Regions from separate parts of the Ovis aries genome. Here region 1 is linked to region 2. The links are chromatin contacts, called in public Hi-C maps. All regions are on one chromosome and are shown on one strand. Each heading gives the region's core, a stretch centred on a gene start, on an enhancer-like site or on the middle of the called end of the contact. The rest is flanking DNA. Distances are from core to core; before and after follow the strand shown.

Region 1 (5,217 bases), core at 2,642-5,141, 170 kb before region 2:
ATTCTTTTTCCTATTCTTTTCTGTTATGGTTTATTGCAGGGTATTGAATAGAGTTCCCCAGACTGTACAGTAGGACCTTGTTGTTTATCCATCCTATATGTAATAGCTTGCATCTGCTAATCACAAACTCCCAGTCCTTCCCTCCCCACCCTCCTACCCCCCTGGCAACTACAAGTCTGTTTTCTACATCTGTGACTCTGCTTCACAGATAAGTTCATCTGTGTCATATATTAGATTCCACACATAAGTGATATCATCATGATAAATTTCAGTCTCTCTACCAAGTGGACCTCAATTCAGCTCTATGGTTTGACAAATATATGGAATACCTACTACCTGCTTGCTACTGTGATGCTGAGATAGAAACATAAGAACAACCATATTCCTGCCTCAGAGTCAAGGATGTTTGATCAAATGGAATATTTTTAAAAATTATTTATTTGGCTGTGCTGGGTCTTAGTTGTGGCACATGGGATCTAGTTCCGTGACTGGGAATGGAACCCAGGCCCCAGCATTGGGAGCACAGAGTCTTAACCACTGGACCACCAGGGAAGTCCCCAGAGAGAATATTTCATTCATCTCAGAATCCTGGGTAGCAAAAAGTTTATGGTAATATGAAATTTACTCCATGGTGTTTGTATTTTTTATAAAGAAGACAGTCAGAAGTGTGAAAAATAACATTTATTCAAGGTAACACCTTTTGAATTTCCAGTGCTGATTATCAGCAGGGACATATTTTAATGAACATACCTTATATTTCCTCTGAAAGCTTGGCCATATTTGTCTCTCTGTAGAGTACATTTTTTTCCATGCAATTCAAAGTGCTGTCTCCATCTTGTCGAGATGGACAGGCTACCCCCAGCCAAGGACAGAGATGAAAGCGGCGCCTGGCAGCCCAGTCAGATGGATGGAGTGGCCTGATTTCCCGAGGCAGCTTCGTGCTGAGTGCCCATCACTGGGAGTGAGTCAGATATACAGCTCAAGGTCTGCAGTAACAGAGTCAAGGAGACAAGGCATATACCATAAACTCATGAAAAGTAACAGTACAGAAAGTAAGTAACGATGCAAGGGAGGCACTATGTTATTAATTGTCACAGAACACAGCAAGTTAGGAAGTCTGGGGCCCTGGAGAGCCTAGCAGAGTTGCCTCAGCACTGGAATACTTTCTGCAAGAAGCAACTGGATAGGTGGGGGGAGGGTGCCGGGTACAGGCAGCTGATGAACAAAGGTGGAATGCAGGGATCAATGGGCAAGTGGCGGTTAGGGTAGAGCTGGGTGCAGGCAGTGCCAAGGGGCTGGTGGGCACAGGTCCTCCAGGCCACCTGGGAGTAGTGGGAAGAACTGGGAAAGTTGGGCAGGAGCTGGATAGGGAGGAAACAGACTGCTGGGTCTGGCTTCCCTCTGGTGTCTAACCATGAGCTTCTGAAGGTTTTTTAGTAGGAAAATATGAAACCCGGTGTTACATTCTCAAGATCACAGGACTTCTCATCACGAATTGTGCATATTATTCTGTTAGAAACCAGTTCCAGTGGTGGTGGTTACTCTGAATTTTTGTTTCTTAAAGAGTATCAAAGTTCACGATTATTTTATTGTCAGTATGCATCCTCTCTACTGTGAAGGGCACACAGGAAGCCTTGTTTTTGTTTCTCCAGCGAAGTAATGAAGGGCAGACTGGCTCTGCTGACATGGGCAAGTTAGTCAACCTCTCTGCCTCCTAGCAGTAATATGCGGGCAGTCAGAGCTTCCGTCAGTCAGAGGTGTATCGTGAGGATGGCCCGAGCCGGTATCGAGATGGTCCTTAGAGAAGTACCTGGCAGGCAGAGAATGCTGCAGGAGGGTTTACTGACCGAATCACAATTCTGATAGCACTTTCCCCCGTCAGGACAGCTCGGATAGAAACACTGGAAGTGTCAGGCTTTGTTCGAATCTTTCCTTCTAAAAAGAGGGTTTTCAAGAAGGGTAGCCCCAGAGCCTCCTCAGAATGGAGGGTTTGAGCTGGAAGAGGCTTCTGAGAGCAGCCAGTGTGGGGCCCCTTTTCCAGGTAAGGAAACTGAGAATGTGGCCTCGTGGAGCAGCAGCCTCTGAACGGCTCCCTGGCTGTCTCTCCCCTCATGCAGGGGCCTCTTCCCACCTCTGGGCTGCTGCCCTTGATCTCTGCCGAGGTCACGTCCCTCAGGCCTCGGGTCGGAGGTGTCCTCCTCCCCTGACCCTCCTGCCTGCCTCTTCGTCCCCTCACTCTGCCCTCTGTGCTGCTCCCTGGCTGTGACTGTAAGAGCTCACGCGTGCACTGTGGCTCCTCCATAAGCCTCACCAGGCAGGGGGCCTGTGGTCGTGCTCTCTTCCCGCACTTGTGTCCTGCAAGGACACAGTCCCTGGATGAAAGAACAAAGCTTTGGAAGCCCTGGTTCGGGTATGTCTCCTTCACATCTCTTCCTTCTGTGGCTCAATGTAAACAGCAGCAATGCTGCCAGACCCTGAGGGCATCTCCTGGGTGCTGCTCCTCCATCTCAGTGGGTGTCGGGTGCTGCTTCCCTTTGGTCCTTCTTGCACACAGGCTGGAACGTGGCAGCCGGGGCCCGCTTACTGGTCTCTGTGCAAGCCTGTCCTGTGCCTGGTACCCAGCAGCTGTTCACTGAGCACTTGGAATGGATGGTGCAAGCCCCTCTGGTCTGGAGCCAGTGTCAGTAATTGCTTTCCTTCTCAGAACCATGTGGTAGTTACCATTTCCACTTGCCGGGCACTGTCCATCTTTTCATCAAGGAGCTTTATGTCTACATAGTAGGGACATCCTTGAGACACATCAGTGCAGTGGGACAAGCTCTCCCTCTTTATACCTTCTGGCTTGGGCTCCCTGGATGTGGTGGATACTCTGTGTTGATGAAAAAAAAAATATGAAAAGCAAGGGAACGTTTCTAGTGAGCGGCCTTATATAAGTTCAACAGCATGCAGCACAGACTCTGAACTCAGGTCAGTTACTTCATACTTGACGGGACGCTCTTTCTTTGGATCAATTGTGCTTTGTTTGTGAATGAAAGGTTTCCCCCCTTATTATTTCCATTCTTGTCTCATCACAACCTAAAATCTCTCCCAAGTATGAGACTTTAACGGAAACTACATTTCTTCTGTCTAGGATACTCTGCCACACTTATGGCGCAAAGCAGTGTGAACCCCCAGGGGTTTGTACTATAACCACAAACACATCTACGGCAAATGAGACAGGCAGATGTCGCATTCAGAGGGATACGTTAATTTCCATTTCTTTAGAATAGGTTGTTACACAGAGAATCCCAAGCGCCTGGCTCTGTGAGCGGAGCCCGATCTGCGGCCCTCGAGGCTTCCCGCTCCCACCGCGCCCTTGGCATTCCGGATGCTGGTCCGCGCCCTTGCACCCCTCCCCGTACCCCTTCCCGCGCCCCCGTGGACCCTCCCCATCCTCCTCCCTTGCGGACCCTCACCCCTCCCCCTCCCCACCGCCCCGCAGACACTCACGCTGGGGTCTCACAGCCACTGCAACCGTGGAAACGCCTGGATTTCAGCTGCCAGCACGCGGCAGGCTCCGGCCAAGCCTGAGTGTACGCGCGTGACAGCAGCTGCAAAGCGCTGGGCCGGGTGAGGCGCATGCAGGCCCCCGCCGCTTGCCCGCGCCGACCTTGACCCCAGCCCGGCTCCCGCCCCCGCCCCACGCGCGGCACTGCGCGCAGTGGTGCCGCGCGTCGGCTCCGCGGCCTCCCTCCTCCATCTCGGGTTTTCCAGGCCGCCCGGGGCCGCGCCTGCGTCGGGCGCCGCGGCCGACGTGCAAGCGCACTGCCGGCGTGCCTCGCTATTGGTCGGCTGCCGGTAGCCCCACTGCCGTGCACCGCCCCTATAGGCGGCCGCGGCCGTCAGTCACCGGCCCGGCGCCGGCCCGCGGCGCGCCGCGCGTGTCCCGCCCCTCGCCGCCGCTCGTCGCTCGCCGGCCGGCGGCCTCGCTCGGCCCTCAGCTCCGTGGCGGCGGCGGAAGGCGGCCCGGGCCCTCGCAGGCCCATGGCGGCGGCCGCGGCGCTCCCGGGCGCGGGGGGGCCTCCCGCGGGCGGCGGGGCCGGGGGTGGCGGGGGCGCGGGCGGCGGGTCGCCGCCGGGCGGCTGGGCCGTGGCGCGCCTCGAGGGCCGCGAGTTCGAGTACCTGATGAAGAAGCGCTCGGTGACCATCGGGCGCAACTCGTCGCAGGGCTCGGTGGACGTGAGCATGGGCCACTCGAGCTTCATCTCGCGGCGCCACCTCGAGATCTTCACGCCCCCGGGCGGCGGCGGCCATGGCGGGGCGGCCCCGGAGCCGTCGGCGCAGCCCGGGCCCGACGCGGGCGGCGACTTCTACTTGCGCTGCCTCGGCAAGAACGGCGTGTTCGTGGACGGGGTGTTCCAAAGGCGCGGGGCGCCGCCGCTGCAGCTGCCGCGCGTGTGAGTGGGGCCAGGGCCTGGGGGCGCAGGCAGGGGTGCGGCCTGACCGGCGGGACTCGGACTCCGACAACCGACTCTCAATCCGCTCTGACCCACGATCCCTACCCCTACCCACTACCAGGAGGGACTCAGCCCCCCGCCAGCGAACCTCGCCTAGTCCTAGCCACGAATAGGGCACAGTCAGAACCCAGAGACTCCAAACCTCATTTCGACCCCGAGCCCTTGTCCGTTCTCCCACAACCAGGACCTGGATCTCGATGTCTGGCCTTGTTCTTCCCTATGATCACACTAAGACCCTGACTCCATCATCCTGGCAGGATCCCATTCCATGACCCCAGTGTCCCGGCTTCATCCTTAGTACCCACGACCAAAACGCAGACTACATTGCCAGCCCGGGACCCCCCACCCTCGCCTTCCCAAAGCTGGAGGCTCAGGCAGCTGTCCACGTGGGCTGAGGTTTTCTGGGGTTCTCTGTGCAGTTCTGAGAGTATGCACAATATTTTTCATAACTAGCATGTTAGGTAGTGTGGATTAGAAACGTTGGTCTGGGTGGTGGAACTGCCCAAAACAAAAATCTGTATGTTTTTGACTGATGATGGATTATCTGTTACTTTTTGTTTTACCTGTTTTCAGTAGTGTATTATTTCAAGCCTGTGTTTCTTAAGCTGCCAAGGACTTATTTTTCTTATTGTGTATCTTTGTAGCCTAGAAAGTGAAAGCTCTTGAAGCATGATGAATTTTAAAATCTGTGCTCTGAACCCTAAATTTTTGGGAAAACTAG
Region 2 (5,612 bases), core at 1,827-4,326:
GATGTGGAGCATCTATTCAGGTGCTTATTTGCTGTATATTAGGGACATAAATGTTTAGGATTATTGTATCTTCCTCATTAGTTGACTCTCTTTCCATTGTGAAATGACTTTATAGTCAGTGTCTTTGCTCTGAAATCTACTTTGATATTAATATAGCCACTCCAGCTTTCTTTTAGCACAATTTATCTTTTCTATCCTTTTAACCTGTTTCTGTTTTTATGTATAAAGTGCATATCTTATTCACAGCTTATAACTGGGTCTTGCTTTATTTTTTCAACCTGTTGATCTGTCATTTAACTGGGGAGACCTGGGTTCGATCCCTGGGTTGGGAAGATCCCCTGGAGAAGGAAATGGCAACCCACTCCAGTATTCTTGCCTGGAGAATCCCATGGACGCAGGAGCCTGGGGGGCTACAGTCCACGGGGTCACAAAAAGTCAGACACGACTGAGCGACTTCACGTTCACATTCACATAGACCATTCATGTTTAATGTAGTTATTGATATGGTTAGGTTTGGATCTGTCGTCTTGTCATTCTTTTTTTTAATTTGTCTTATCTGTTCTTTGTTCCCCCTTTACGCTCTTCTGAATTAACCCTTTTTTAATGCTTTCATCTTGTCTCCCCTGTTGGCCAATGATAACATTTGCTGTGCTCTTTTAGTGTTTGCTCTAGGGTTTAGGCAGTTTCCACGCATAACTCTGTCCTGTGACCACCAGCTGCAGCACCAGCCCCTTACTTTCCCTTGTCACTCAGGTCAACGAGTGGCAGGACGACTGGCCAACCTTCTTCACCCGGCACCGGCTCCAAGCACAGCTGGACCTCATTGAGAAGGATTATGCTGACCGAGAGGCACGAGAACTCTGGTCACAGCTACAGGTGGGCACAGCAGTTATCCTCTGGGAGAAGGGCTGTCCTCTTACGAGCCTTCCACACATTTGTGTGGGGCCCTCTGCTAGAACAGAGCCAGAGAGGGGACCGCTGAACCTGGAGCAGGGCTGGGCAAATCATGGACACATAAGTGTCCTGACTATTGGTTCGATGCAGAAACTGAGAAGGGGGTGGCCCCTGAGAGCACCTCTCACTTCCTGGGTCATCAGATACTTAACCTCAAACTTTGCTCACGTGAAATGTAGGTGTTTGACTTGTGATTGGTGGCACTTACTACTACTTTCTTGCCTACTCTTATGCTGTTCTTTCCACCAAGGCACAAATGTCTTACCTTTTAGAGCAGGTGTGAACAGCAGGTGCCCCAGAGTGACTGGCTTCAAAACAGAACTCTCAAGATGTTAAAAACAGAACTCGCATATCAGTCCCTCATGAGCACGCATAAAAGAAATTTTATTGAACTCCTTACTGAAATAATCAGGCTACAAAAGAGGTGCAGATATGTATGTGCTATGAAATAAAAGAATAGCAGAGACAGTTTGCTAAGTTACATACAAAAAAACTTCACTCAGATTCATATTCTACACAATGGTAAAACCATAACCTCCGAGGTTCTCTACTGTATGACAATCACTAATGTTGCAGAGCTTTTAGACCTAAATTAACAGTAAATACCAAGACAAAATTACATTCCCCTGGAGTCAGAGGATCTTTATCTCTGGGCTTAGTAGGCAGTGGTGGTTGGACCCTGAGTAAACACAAGGTCCTCTTTACCTTATTTCCAAGTATTGGATGAGGAGACTGTGGCTCCCAGGCCTGTGATAACTCTATGTACCATAATTATTTTCTTAGGTGAAGATTCCGGATTTGTTTTGTGGCCTGGAGATTGTCCCTGCCCTTCTTCACGGGGATCTATGGTCGGGAAATGTGGCAGAGGATGACAGCGGGCCCATTATTTATGACCCAGCCTCCTTCTATGGCCATTCTGAGTTTGAACTGGCAATTGCCTTGATGTTCGGGGGGTTTCCCAGGCCCTTCTTCACCGCCTACCACCAGAAGGTCCCCAAGGCTCCAGGGTTTGACAGGCGGCTGCTGCTCTATCAGCTCTTTAACTACCTGAACCACTGGAACCACTTCGGTAGGCAGTACAGGAGCCCATCCCTGGGCACCATGAGGAAGCTTCTCAAATAGCAGCCTGCCTGTGTTCCCTGCCCAGCTGCTTGCCAAGGGACCAGGGTGGCTGCACCAAGGCAGTTTCAGGGACAAATAAAGCCCATGGGGGTGTCAGGGATGGAACTGTGTGTGTCTTAGTTTCACCTGCGTTTCTGTCCTCCATGCAGCTGGGTTAGTTTACTGGGGGCCCAGACCACCTGCAAGTTCTCTGCCAGGCTCATCACCTAGTCCAATCTAGGGGGAACATGGAGTTTGGATACTTTCATGACAATTGTATAGAAATTCACACAGATCTGGGGTTTGGTTCGGTAGAAGTTGGTGTCACAGTCCCCGCCGTGGACTCAGGGCTCCTGTTTCTGGCTTAGGTAGAGTTGGGGACCATGGAATGGGCCCAGCTCTTGAGCAGTGGCTCTGAGGCTGTGTTCAAGTCCACCCTTACTGAGGTGGCCGGGTGGGAGAAAGCCCCCTTACCCTTCAAGTGCTGGAGCCACTGCCCCTCTCCCGTGCTCCATTTTGCAGTTGGTAGTTTTGGTCGACAAGAGGGGGGCGGGCGGCAGTCTTGGGTAGCGGGTGTGCCCTGGTAGGTGCACGGGGTGTCCAGGGTGAGCGGGGTGTCACCGTGGAGGGGCGGGGCTGCTGGCCCCGCAGCCACCCAAGTGTGGGTCTCTGAAGACCAAGTCGCCCACATCACCAATTATTTCGGGGCGTTACGAGCGCCCCGTCAACCCTTCTCTGTTAAGTACCTATCTTCCACTGCAGCCTGCGCACCTGTGGGCTGCTTTGTATTGTAGAAAAATTCCCGACACCTGTCCGCGGTCACCGGGAAACAGCGCGCATGCGCGGGGAAGGAGGCGCGGCCGGCCCGGAGTCTTGTGCTCCGCCCCCGCCCCGCCCCTGTCCCCTGGGCCCTGCCCCACCCGGGCTCGCCACGGCCTCCGCGCGCACTCTTTTGGTGGCCGGCGCGTTCCGTAGCGGGGGCTGGCGTGCAAGGTCGGAGTTCCTGGGGGCGGGGCTGGCGTTATTGCCGCCTTCTCAGCCTCCGGCGTCTTGAGCGTCCCGTGCCCAGCGCCGCGTGCCCAGTGTCCCACGCCCCGAGTCCCACTGCACGCACCTCGCGCGAGGGCGTAGTCCGGCTGCCGAAGATGGCCCTGAGCGAGGAGCCGGCCGCGGGCGCCGCGGAGGACCCTGCGGAGGACCCGGTGGAGGATGCCGCGGAGGACGCGGCTCTGGCCTGCGGCGCCGCCCTCGAGTCATTCGGCGAGAGCGCGGAGACGCGGGAGCTGCTCGGCCGCCTGCCGTTGGTGCTAGCTGACCGCTCGGCCCGGGAGGGCGCCCTGGAGCGATTTCGGGGTGCGCACGGGTCGGAGGAGGGGAACACCGTGCAGGGTGTGCAAGTCTCCTTTCCTGCGGCCCCAGACACGGGCGTGCCTAAGAGAGGGAGGGCAGTGGGCCTCCACCGTCACGAGGAGGGATGGTGGAGCTCCCCTGGGTGGGTCATTTCCCAGTCCTTGTCCCCACCCTGTCCTGGGACCACCGCAAAGCGCACTTGCTCCAAGACAGCTGTGTGAACGGGGCAGTGGGTGCAGGAGAGGCCCAACAGGCAGGAACGGGCGGGGGCCCCCACCCAGAGCCTTCTCCTCAGCGCCCGTGGCTCTGCCAAGACCATGCATGCAGCCCAGTGCGGTAGCGCTGCTCCGGGCAGCGCAAGATGCTTAGTCAGACCCTTGCCGTTGTCTATAACGGATAACTTACAAACGATTCCTTAAGATCCCGTGGTTAGATAACTATGTAGGGTTTTGTGATTCAGTAAAACCGTCCTTGGGGACCTTTGTAGCTATAGAAATTTCTACATGATTTTGCCTTGGTGGACTTGTGATAACAGTTCTTAACTTCAGGAAGGGCACTCACTTGAGCAACTCCTCCTTGGGTTCGAATCCTGCTCTGCCACTTGGGCTAGTTGCTTGATTGTGCCCGTTTCTCTGGCTGTCTGCTTGGGTTAGCACTGAAAATACCTCGGGCACAGAACTGTCCTGAGGGTGAGGTGAAAATCCAGGGAGCAATGAAAGCCGGCTTTCCCTTTCATGGGAAGTGGTCAGACGTGGAGGTGTGTGGCTCGTGAGAACTGCCATAGGCCAGGTGGGCGTGGGATCTGATAGGAACGGTTCTAGCTGCTGGTAGGAGTAGAAACCAGGCTGCCTGGGATAAAGAAAGCCATAGTATGAGGGGGTTAGAAGGGCACATGGCTTGATGTGTGTGGCAGAGGGAGCATGGAAGGTGTTTGTCCTAATGAAGGGGAGAACTCAGCTTGGCTCTCAGCAGGCAGTGAAGGAAGGAAGAAGTGAGGATCTGAGAGGAAGGTGGATTGAGCACACAGAGAGCAGAGGCTGGGGTAGTGTGGCCCTGAGGAGACGCGTGGCTGGGGGGCTCACTCCAGCTGGCCTGTGCTCTTGGGAGCTGCCTGGGAAGTCCGCATGGGAAAACTCAAGGGTTTCCAGGGTTCATGTTAAGTCTCACGTTTTTCTTTTTAGTAATAATGGACAAATATCAGGAGCAGCCTCACCTGTTGGACCCACACCTAGGTAAGAACAGAAGCTGAGGTTTTGATCATTTACAGATAATCATAAAGGCCTTGGAACGTGTGTGTGTGTGTGCATGCGCACGCACGTGCCTGCACACCAGCTGAGACTATCAGGATAAACTGCCCAGGCTGTTCTTGTTAGTGGGGCCAACAGTAGTAACACCTCCTCCTGGAAGTGAACTTGGGAAGGAGGAAGGTAGTGATAGTAACTTACGTTGAGGGAAACACGGGGTGGTGGTTAGGGTCACCAGCCCTGGGGCTGGACTGCCTGGATTTATATCCCAGCTCTGCCGCTGAGCTGCTCTATGCCTGAGTTTCCTCACCTGTGATGTGGGATCATCAGTGCTGCCTGCCCGCCGGGCTGTGGAGATCTCAGATCACCAGAGAGGCACCAATAGTTAGCCTCAGCGTGCACACAGGTGCCTTTTAAAAAGTGGGCTGGTGCTGTGTGTGTTGATTTTTCTAAGTAACCAGCAGGTTTTGTGGAAGGTCAGCATTCTGAACTCTGCACTGTCTTGGGCAGAATAAATGCATTTCATGCTGCGTGGGGATGGAGGGCATGGGTCCATAGTCTCTCATCCAGTTATGCCAAGTGCATGTCTGAGTTTCTTTCTCAGGAGCCTTTTTGCCTTGGAAAGTTTCTGGAGCTTGGTATTTTAGGAGGGTATGACTCACTCTTGGCCTTTTTTGTTTGTTTGTTTTCTTAAGTGTTTTTATTAAATTTTTTTAAGAATGGAGGATAATTGCTTTATAAAGCTGTATTTGTTTCTGCTGTACACCAACATGAATTAGCCATAAGTGTATGCATCTATCCCTTTCCTCTTGAGCCTCTGTCTCACCTTGCCTCCCCCATCCCACCTCTCTAGGTCATCACAGAGTGCCGGGCTGGGTTCCCTGTATTACACAGCATGCCCCTAGCTGTCTATTTTACGCATGGTAGCATATATATGGAGAAGGCAATGGCACCCCACTCCAG

The links. A called contact is a pair of places that touch in the nucleus more often than the background predicts.
Region 1: a contact with region 2 is called in a Hi-C map of liver, with 1.9 times the contacts expected there. The contact joins the promoter of FOXK2 here to the promoter of TBCD in region 2. A contact is called at or near these places in 2 of 16 Hi-C or Micro-C datasets (hypothalamus and liver).

Annotation. Positions count from the first base shown.
Region 1 is chr11:49,768,517-49,773,733 of ARS-UI_Ramb_v3.0, reverse strand. It overlaps FOXK2 (forkhead box K2), which reads left to right and starts at 3,891. Exons shown (of 9, transcript XM_015098889.4): 1 at 3,891-4,436. The coding sequence starts at 4,024.
Region 2 is chr11:49,601,674-49,607,285 of ARS-UI_Ramb_v3.0, reverse strand. It overlaps TBCD (tubulin folding cofactor D), which reads left to right and starts at 3,076. Exons shown (of 39, transcript XM_027974323.2): 1 at 3,076-3,408; 2 at 4,587-4,637. The coding sequence starts at 3,201. It overlaps FN3K (fructosamine 3 kinase), which reads left to right. Exons shown (of 6, transcript XM_004013041.5): 5 at 754-876; 6 at 1,738-2,181. The coding sequence ends at 2,076.